2 separate regions of the Arachis hypogaea genome follow, and region 1 is linked to region 2. The links are chromatin contacts, called in public Hi-C maps. All regions are on one chromosome and are shown on one strand. Each heading gives the region's core, a stretch centred on a gene start, on an enhancer-like site or on the middle of the called end of the contact. The rest is flanking DNA. Distances are from core to core; before and after follow the strand shown.

Evidence for each region. Hi-C and Micro-C count contacts between places; a contact is called where the count stands out from the background.
Region 1: a contact with region 2 is called in a Hi-C map of leaf, with 2.5 times the contacts expected there. The contact joins the promoter of LOC140181254 here to the enhancer-like site in region 2. A contact is called at or near these places in 2 of 8 Hi-C or Micro-C datasets (both in leaf).

The regions. Positions count from the first base shown.
Region 1 is chr18:15,253,948-15,259,518 of arahy.Tifrunner.gnm2.J5K5, reverse strand. It overlaps LOC140181254 (DExH-box ATP-dependent RNA helicase DExH17-like), which reads right to left and starts at 2,530. Exons shown (of 6, transcript XM_072224780.1): 1 at 2,459-2,530; 2 at 2,266-2,315; 3 at 2,037-2,154; 4 at 1,893-1,956; 5 at 1,691-1,774; 6 at 1,562-1,599. The coding sequence starts at 2,530. The coding sequence ends at 1,562. It overlaps LOC112772316, which reads right to left and starts at 5,194. Exons shown (of 9, transcript XM_025817234.2): 1 at 4,878-5,194; 2 at 4,668-4,804; 3 at 4,379-4,568; 4 at 3,850-3,887; 5 at 3,252-3,384; 6 at 2,885-3,047; 7 at 2,037-2,654; 8 at 1,691-1,956; 9 at 1,194-1,599. The coding sequence starts at 4,707. The coding sequence ends at 2,556.
Region 2 is chr18:15,195,760-15,201,183 of arahy.Tifrunner.gnm2.J5K5, reverse strand. No RefSeq gene overlaps it. Among protein-coding and RNA genes, the nearest start is that of LOC140181677, 5.7 kb to the left of the region's middle. Within about 2 kb of position 1,308, at least 2 of the 3 cell types and tissues checked have open chromatin away from gene starts, as enhancers often do.

The sequences.
Region 1 (5,571 bases), core at 1,281-3,780, 57 kb before region 2:
GTTTCTGATTTCATTGAAGAAGAAGAAGAAGAAGAACATTTTCTGTTTTCTATTTTCATAATTCAGGTTATCATTTTACTTTCAATTTCTGTTTTTGGTTTGATTATGGATTAGTTTAGCTGGATATTGATTTTCTGTTACTGGATTTTAGAAAATGGTTAATTGTATACATGATCCATTGTTGTTGTTGTTATTCTGGTCTGGTTGTTGTTGTTTCATTGGTGTTGCTTCTGTTTTTGCTTTCTACTTCTGTCTGCTTTTGTTTTTGCTTTTGCTTCTGATTCTGCTTTTGTTGTTGCTCTAATTCTATTATCCATTGTTATTGTTACGTTGTTGTTGATTCTGCTTCTGCTTTTTGCTTCTACTTTCCGTTTCTATTTTTGTTTTTGTTTGTGCCTTTGCGCCTCTATTTCTGGTTGATTTTGGGGAAGAAGAGGGAATGATATTTTCGTCTAAAGGACGATTTTAAAATTAAATTAAACTTTTGGGACCATTTTATAGCCAAAAAGAGACAAAAAACAAAATAAATTTTCGATCTCTACATTAGGAACCAAAATCGTACTTAACCCTATATATTAACGGTTATAGCTCTTTCTCCTTAACTGATGGTAAGGTGAAATTATGCACATGCAAATTAGAGAAATGCTAATGCTAATGCTGGCTGCACTACAAGAAAACAAGCTTTTTGCTACGCTTTTAAAGCGTGGCGAAAAGTCCAAAAAAGCGTAGCGATAATTTTTTGCCACGCTTTTTGAGCTACCGGCACGCTTTTGAAAGGGTCACAACTGCAAGGGTGTCGGTTGCTCTATCGCTACGCTTTTGGTGACCTATCGCCACGCTTTTTTTTTTGCCACATTTTTAAAGATCGCCATACTTTAAAAGCGTGGCCAAATGTGTCAAATATGGCTACACTTTTAAAGCGTGCCAATAGCAAGATATGGCTACGCTTTTAAAGCGTGCCAATAACATACCATATGGCTACGCTTTAAAAGCGTGCCAATAGCAAGAGATATGACTACGCTTTTAAAGCGTGCCAATAGCTGTGAGATACAGCTACACTTTTAAAGCGTGGCTGTTTATGCTACTGTACATTATGGCTACGCTTTTAAAGCGTGCCAATAGAGGTTTATATGGCTACGCTGAGAGAGAGAGAGAGAGAGAGAGAGAGAGAGAGAGAGAGAGAGAGAGAGAGAGAGACTAAACTTGTTGGTTTTCATTAGAATAAGCTTGCTTTTGAATGAAACAATGACTAGACAAAGCTCTATTCATACAAGAAATCAAAGCTCTATGGAGAATCATGATAAAACTATGGGACATACTCCCAGCCTTAAAATTATCCAGCAACAAATGACAAAAGTTCTTCTCATTGCGTCTTAGCTGTATCCCTTCATTTTACGGGTACAACACTATATCAATACTTAATGAAGAAACATATTTGCATTAGACACTAAAACAGTTAATGAGAATATCCGCACAAGCAATTTCTTCTGCAGAGCAAATAACATGAAGTGCATCTTCTAGACAGCAGTTTTCAGGTGTCCTCATTATCTGTTTCATAGTATCAAATCTCAAATAATACTGTCATTAGCCTCCCAGGATCTGCAGTAGAAAAGGAAATATCAGCAACCAGTTTGGATTCTAATTTCTGTAAATATAGCATGATAATAAATTATACTTGAAGATAACATACCTAATGGGCTCAAGAGGAAACCATCTTCATCAATCTCTACCATTTGATGCTGAGATAACTCGTTAACTTTCTTAACACAAATATCTAACATAACATAGCTTCAATAATTAATGAAGGGAAATAGGAGGAAAACAAAAACCTTGGAGAAAGAGAGGGATAAAAATAGAAAGTTATAAGCTCAACTGTAGGACAACAATTGCACCTTGAACATGCTTCACTAAACGATCACCAGAAATTCCTTTCTTAATTGAATAGTTCTCAGGGTTCTGCTTGCAGATAAAAATTTTCATCAGACCAAATTGGAGAAACTCAATCGTAAATCTGAAAGACATTCTTAATTACATACCTTTTTCATTCTAACATACAAGTATGAGCATTGCAACCACTCAATTGCTTTTGTAATATCAGTTACTGTCAGTTGAACTATTTTCGCAAGTAAATGTTCCGTCACACATGGAAGCAATCTATTTGAAGAAAATATCATAATGAGAAACCACCGTAAATGTAGCGTGTTTACATAACAGGATCAACATGGCCATCATATCCTTCTTCAACTTAGAAAGAGGCAGCCTTACTGTGATTCCACTACTTCACATCCATTTAAGAGATTCTCATACAAATGAACCTGAAATAAAAAGAGTAAATTGAATTTTGGGAGAGTAAAAGTGAAAAAAGCATTATATAGGACAATAACACAGAGAAGTGATCACTCAAAGGATTAAGAGAAGGAGGACAGTAAAAAATGCATGCAAATGTAGCTCGGTTCACCGTTTCTCTCCTTGTCATGATTATAACCAAGCCTGTATCATCAAATGGTGGTCGCCCTGCCCTTCCACACATCTGTGCAATAAAATAGTGGGACAACCTAACACTGAAAAATCCTCAAGAATTGACTTCCCCCACCCTTACCATTTCTGGAAACAAACCTTCTCAAATAGAAAGTCATTCTTGGCTGGGGCATAACCTGCATAAATTTAATAGTACAACAAATTTGCACAAGTCAAAATAATATCAATGATTATGAGCCAAGACAATAACCACTATACACAAGAGTTAACTTCCCAGTTCAGATTTTTATCTCGTTCTTTTGGTTGTGGGGACAATATTAAAATCTAAATAGATGACCATATAAAATTTTTTACAAAATCAGTATATTAAAATTAAATAAACTCTAATAATAATAATAATATATACCGAATTATTGGCACAAACACCACCATCAATGAGGTTGAATTCATGCACATTTCCTTTTGGCTCTTTATTGGTGAACTGGAGAGCAGGGAGATAGGTTGGTGCAGCTGATGTGCCAGTGGCATATGTCTGATAATTTTGCATCCAAGCAAGGCGATTTCTTAATCTGCATCAATGAAAGTTAACAAGTCAACAAAAATGAACGCGGGAACTGATTGAGTTGAATCATTGAACAGTGAATATAATTCATTTCATTCAGAGTTCATATCTTTTTCTGGTCAAGTTAAAGGCAATGCAACAGCTCCAGTTCAATCTCAGCATAGAGTAAACACAGAACACAGCATGAATTTTTCGAAGAAGCATCAATTACCGATTGAAGATTTTTGTTGAGTGTCTGCAGGTCATCAGCACTACTTCAAACAACTTTGATGGTGATATGGGGGTTTCTGAATAACTCTTCAAGTCCAATCCTGTTGGAATTTCTTGAATTGCATGAGTTCCACCTATACAACGAAAACCAAACCAAATTTTTTCAATGCCTAATAGAACTTACAACTATCATAAGCCTGTAATCAAATACCTATATCAATTCATTCAAACTAGTAAAAATTATCATTGAAGCAACTTTTCTAAAAACTGAAGTTGTTCAGTAGAGGCATGTAAATACTTGTATATCTAATATGCATGCCCCTCACAACCACTTATTTTGGGCTTATTGCATGGACAATGCAGATGTCTACCCATATATTGTGCTAAAATACAATTTTAGGATTGGGACAATAAGGATCAAACTCTAAAAATCTTTATCACAAAGGTTCTGAATATCACCATATCATGAACCATCATAGCTCTCAAAAGCTATTGAATAAAGAGGCACAAGAATGTTTCTCTATCTAATGAAATTAAGCAACTCAACTACACACTTCATATTTGATCAAAAATTATAATTAAAAACAACAAATTCATACCATTAACAGTAGGTTCAGCAGTCTTTATAGAAGAAACCCTGCATTATTTGATCAAAATTATTTATCAAAAAGAAACACATTATTTGCATGCCGTTCATACAAAAATAGGAGGAAATATGGTATATATTAGAAGGAGAAAACTGAAAGTAAAGCAATGGAATAAAAGTCAAGGTAATTAACATGCACAACAAGGAATAAGCTTGGCATAATCGAAAATGTTTGAAGTGGGACAGTAGATAAATGCGCAGCAATTGTTTCATCCTATTAAACAAGTTGGACAAGGCAGTAGCTTCCTTCAGAAAAGCTAGTAGCAAAGAATGAAATTAACCTGTTGCATTTTCAAATTGGCATCACTTACCCTCAGAGAAGAAGGAAATTCATTCCAAAAGATCTACCTAGAATTCTCTTCGTTTCACATTTTCTCACCAACATTACACACTAAATTATCAACCAATTCAGGAACAAAATCACGAACACAAACTACAAAATAGATAAATAAATGAAGGGATAAATAACAAAAATCAGTTACCTTCTCTTTTCTTCTTCGTCTTTTCTGAGCTTGTGATGGTTCGCAACTGAAACAGGGATTGCGCGATATAGGAGGAGGAGGAGAGGGCGAGGAAGTGCTTCTGCTTTTGTGCCTTGTGCGGCGCCTTGGCGAAGACGGTGACCGCGTTCTGCTTCTGCGGCGCCTGTGGCTAGGGAATCGACTTCTTCTCCTGAAAATTCGGAACTAATCCCATGATTCAAAAGCAGAATTGAAACAGAAACCAAGAGATTGGAAATGGAATTGCAGAAGAAGAAGATTGATAGAGGACCTTGAGGATGTTCGATCCCTTCGAGAGTGAGAGTGAGCATGACGGTGAGAACCAGGGGAACGAGAGTATCTTCTTCTGTGGGAAGGTGAACGCGAACGAGACAAGCTCCGAGCCATGGATGAGCGAATTTTCAAAACCTAACTCAGTAACTCGTCACCAACTCGCAAATCCTCACTCACTAATCACCACTGATAATGATTTAGGGTTTACCTGCTCTTAAAACCAGCAATGAAGCATCGATGGAAAGGCCGCTGCACGAGGAAGGGATCAGTGCCAGAGAGAGCTGCAGCAGAGGGGTTAGGGGTTAGCAGCGACGGAAGGGAGCGGCAGCGGAGGGAGCATCGACAGAGGATTTACGACGGCAAGTGAGCGGAGGGTGAGGGTGAGGGTGAGGCACAATGAAGAGACTGTTAGGGTTTGGGTTCTTTGAACGGGTTACTGTTCGAAGAAGGAGTTCTCTGAAAGAGCTTAGGGGTCTTTGAATGAGTTAGGGCTGAGGCAAATTGAAGGGTTATCTGAAAGAGTTTAGGTCTTTAGGAGTAAGCGCGCGCGAGTTCTTTGAAACTTTTTTTGGGAACCTTTTGGCCACGCTTTTGAAGCGTGCCAAAAGACTTGTAGAAACAGCTACACTTTAAAAGCGCTACAATAATAAAATTCTGTCGCTACGCTTCAAAAGCGTGCCGGTTTCTCTCTATGGCTACGCTTTTTAAGCGTAGCAAAAAAAAAGTGGCCAAATCTCGAATCAATTGCCACCCTCATAAAAGCGTAGCTATAGACCCCTTTCGCCACGCTTTTTAAGCGTAGCAAGAAAAAACGTGGCCAAATCTCTAATTAATCGCCACCCATATAAAAGCGTGGCCATTGACCACTTTTGGCCACGCTTTTAAAGCGTAGCAAAAAAAAA
Region 2 (5,424 bases), core at 59-2,558:
GGCTCTCCAAAACAAAGCAAAATTCCGGTGAGTATACTTTTTTACGCTTCAATATATTAATCACAGTCAGTGTTCTTCTGCCGAACTAATCAAAACACTTTGCATGTAGTTAGTCTTTTCAGTGTTTCAATAAAAATATTTTGTTTACCAATCCATTTTTATTTTGAAAGTGGGAAAACACAGCCCCCCTCCCTCCCTTTTTTTAAACCTGATTTTGGGCAAATGTATGTTGCAAATTAATTCTCAATATTTCGAATTAAATTATTTTTTTTAAGTATTCAATTTTGGACTGGGATTGAAAAGAAGTATACACACCTCTTGATACTAATTTTTGTCCGTTTCTGTATTTTTTGAGCTAGACAACTAAAGATGGAGCATGCGCTTAAGTGTGACCAAAACCAGATATTTGTCATCTTCTATGCAAACATATATATCACCACCAAACTTTAATTTTTCTCTGACCTTATAATTTAATTTATGCCCTCATAATGAAGTATTCAATATATATATATATATATAATTTCTAAGAGAAATAATTTTTATACACTAAGTTTTTGTACTGTCAACACTTATTAGTTTATAAATAAAACTAAATAGTTGATCTATGCATCAAAGTGATGCCAATACACTAACTTTAATTTGATTTTGACAAATGAACTGTGATAATATTATTTTTCTTAAAATTCTAAACTAATAAAAAATAATGAATAATTATATTTATTCATATAATAATTTCTTTTAAAGTTATTTAAATTTGTTGTATATGTTATTTTTTTAATTTATTTTATATTATTTTTTATTTAGAAGATAACAATGATAAAATTCTAAAAATTTTTAGTTATAGAAAATCTAATATCATGTTATAAAATTATTAAATCTATTTTTTATATATATAAACTTAAATTTTAAAAAAAAATTTGTGACATAAATAAATTAAAAGAAAAAAAAGATAAATAGATTATTGTTCTAAACCTTTTTCTTTCTCATATATATAATTTGTTGGGTATCTTTCAAATCATCAAATATAATATATGATCATTATATGTATGTTGGTAGAATCATGGTCGATGATGACAAGGCTACAAGCCTAAGATGTGGTAGCCAAATTGTGGGTGACAGTATAAGTCATCCATATATGAGACAATAATTTTCCTTTATAAGTTTAGATGTAAATTCAAATGAGGAAAAGAAAAAAAAATATTAGATTAATCCTAATTAATGCCAATGACATGAGCATTGTGTTGAGGCCACTACTTAGTGATGGAGAGTGGGGACCCAACTAACATGATTCTGAAGAAAATTTCCTAAAATTAGGTCAAATACCTTTGTATTCTCCTTTTCAAAGATGTAATCCAATCAAAGGATTATGGTCATAGTTAGAGGAACGATTCTTTCAACACTTGTTATTAATTTATTATATTTATATATATCCTACCTTGTCAAGACTAATAGACATAAACATATGCACGTCAAAATAAAATAAAAATAAAATAAACATTGGGATGAGATGGCACATGGGTTCATACACGTGTGCCCTATCCTTTGCTTTCTAGATGCAAGCACATGTGAAGCTTGTAATAAGTTTCAATATTCATGTTCACTTGAACCAAATGATCAACAACTAACTACTTTCACTTTATGCTCTATTGGTTTTAAAATAATTGTTGTTGCTTCGATTTTTTCTTTAATATATCGTGACAATGGAATTTAAACCTATGATTTTTTTAGAGAGTAAATTATCATTTTTATTCACAAAAATAAAAAATATTGATATATTTATTCATAGAAAAAAAAAATTATTATTTATATCTATAAAATATGAATTCTGCACAATAAAATTATTCAAATACTAAAAAATCACCTAAAGAAATCCTAAATTATCCTTATCTTTACCACCGCTTTTCTGATCTCAAATCGCACCACTACCCAAACTCTTCTTCACCACCACTCTCATTTCCAACTACTACCATCACTGCCGCCATCTAAAATCTGCAAACTTTCTGGACCGGTTAGCACAAAACGATGTTGCGACGGAGAGGTGCGGCTTCGCCGCTGCCATCTCCGGAGGCAAGTCTTTGTGATTTTGAACTCCAAGTGTTCTACAAGTGTACTATAGTACGAATTTGTGTTGCATCATAGAAATTAGAAATTTAATCAAAAATGCAAACTAAAGTAAATAGATCAATAAAAATGTAAAATTGGATCAGTAGAGCGAAATAGAGGAAGCTTGAGTGGGTGAAGAACAGCATAGCGTTGGTGGGTCTAATTCCTTCTTCATTCCCAAATCCAAAACTCTAGATTTCAACATTGCCGTTAGTTTCTTAGCCTATCGCACTACTCTACTATTGCACTCAGATCCCCAAATTCCCCACTCTGCAACCACCAACCTAAAATTTTCGCAAAATTTCAATTTATTCTGATTCCAATAATACTCTAGTCTTGAGCAACATCAACAAACACCATGAACATGGAAGGATTATCGCTAATTTGCGCCCCTAGGCACCGTTGAGGAGGATAACCAAGGCAACCGCATAGGCTACACAAGGACAAATACTGCCTTGGTATTAATTTATTCATTTTCCATTTTTATTCTATAAATTCAATTCGGTGAAGCTTTTTCGGTTCCTAATGGGTCAACTATTGATACCGATCTAGTCTTGAAAAGATTCGAGAATTTTCAGAACTTGTTCAATCGCTTCTTGGACGGTCTCAGTTCGCCTTCGAACTTGGAATTCCCAGTGTAAGTTGGACTTAACTGAGACGTGCTATAAAAGAGTCAGTCGTGAGCATCACTGGAGGAGTTTCACGCGGTGGGATAATCGGATTTCCAACAAAAACGTAGGGAGATATGGAACGAGGGAAGACTAGAGGCACCGGGTTAGCGTCGTTGTTTCTAGAACGTTTGTCGAAGGAACGGGAGGCGTTTTGAGTGATGGTGGTAGTTGGGGATGAGAGTGGCGGTGAGGAAGAGTTTGGAATTGGAAAAGTGGTGGTGCGGAGTAAGAAGGGAAGTTAGAGATGGGTTATATTAGAGGGTAAATTGAAAATTTCAAATAATCTTTTTGGATTTGAATAGTTTTGTTAGTTAAAATTCTTGTTTCATGGATACAAATGGTAATTTCTTTTTTTTATGAATAGATGTGTCAACATTTTCAACTTTTGTGAGTAAAAATGGTAATTTTGTCTCTTCTATATATTACTTAATTAAATTACTCTTCATATATAATTAATTAATTTTTTAAATTATATTTAAAAAATATTAATAGAAAGATGTATATTATCATCAATTTAAGCAAAGTGCGTCATCATCATTATTCTTATGAATTAATGGACATTAATATGCCTATTAATCTAGTTATTAGTAGAGAGGTGGAGTACTATACTATCCCATACTTCCATTTTGTTAAAAAAAATAATTGTTTAAAATAATACGACCTCAATTATATGCCTTTATTTTTAATATTTAAGAGAGATAGTTTACATATATTTGATTCCTCAAAGTAATATTTTGTAGTCAAATCCCTTTTAATATAGGTATAGAAGATATTGAAGTAATAGATAATAAATAATAAATTTTTAAATAAAAGAAATAATATATTCAAAATCGTTATCATGTATAAGTATAACTAACTTTATCATTTTCACTTTCAAAATATATAAAAATATTATATTATTTTAGTCCATAATATTTAAATTAAATTTTATTTTTGTTCTTAATATTTAAAATATTATATTTTTATTTTAAATATTTTATTTCTGTCTTTTTGTCAAAATTAAAATTTTTTATCCAAAAATACCTTTTTTAGTCATATTTTTTTTGTCAATTTTACTTTTAATTCACTATAATTTTTTTTAAGTTATCAAGAACAAACTAATTTCCTGCATATCTGAGTTTCTTTTATTTAAAAATTTGTTATTAGTTAATAAATTATTATATACACAAGTTAAAATTAAACTTTTGATATTTATTTAAATAGATGATTGAATTGACCATTCAATCAATTCAAATTGAATTCAATTTACTATAACTATTATTACTACAATCACCACAATTATGATTATATTATTGTCATCTAAAAAAATGATAATGGAATACAGGAATGTTTTTAGGACCAAGCTAAACTAATTATTTAGAGGGATCATAATTCAAGTGACCAAATAAATTTCTATAATTAAAAATATATTTAGTAAAAATATAAATTATAATTTATAATCTTTATAAAATATAAAAGTTATATTTCAATTTAAAATAAGATATTTAAAATTTAGAACAATAATACTAACATTGTAATATCAATAATACAAAATTATAATTAAATAGTTAAATAAAAAACTAAATAAATAAAATAACATATAATTACATACAAACATAATAAATAATAGTCAATTAAATAAATAATCAAATATATAAAAAAATTAAATATAAAAAATACAATCAAGCAAGACTAACAGAAAAATAAAATTAATTTATTTAAATCAAGAAAAAAATTAAAATATATTTTATCTATTCTATTATTTATATATAATGTATGACTATGTGTCTTAGTTATTGATTTAATAGTATTATTTTTACAATAAAAAAATAAAAATAATTTTTTTAAAAGAAAAAAAATCACTTGTTGAATTAGAATTTTTTTTTTAATTTGAAAAAAAAATCAAAGTCTCAAACAATAAAAGATAAAAAAAATAAGAGATAAAAGAGAAGAATAGACAATGTTACTGTTGCTATGAGCTACTACAAAAGTAAAAGTGCTTCTCTAGGTAGATGAGTGTATTGGAAAGAGAATAATAAAATTTATATTTTATTGTTTAAATAATTTAGATTGTAATGTTTTCTAAATACAATACAAAGATATTTGGACTTTTTTTTTATGGGCTTACACTAAATTTTTAATGGGTTGTATTTATAATTTGAAAAAGAAGTTAGTTTTTTTTTTTTTTTTTGAAAAAGAGATTGTGTAATGTAATTTAGGAGGCTATCTTTACAAAAACTAATTTTTTGATTAACAAAAAGATATTTAATTTTTCCTATGTCAAAAAGATATTTAATTTTTCCTAGAAAATTATAATATAATAAAATAAAATAAGAACATTGTTTGGTTAAAAAAACTAAGATATTTTAAACATTAGGATCGAAATTAAGATATAGATAAAAGAACTAAAATAAAATTTTACCCCAAAAAAAAAGTTATCATTTCAATTATACATATCTAATTAGCTGTTTTCTTTTTATCGTGACATTTAAGTGTTTTGTTATTATCTAATGGATTGTATTTCAGAGTTCGTGCAGTGTGGTAACACGAATTAAAAGAATAAAATTCTGCGCTTATAAAAAAAAGAAGAATAAATTCTGCATAGTTTGGAAAAGATAATTAAGGAAAAAAAAGATGGCCAGAATAAAAAGAATGAGTACCAACATTAGGT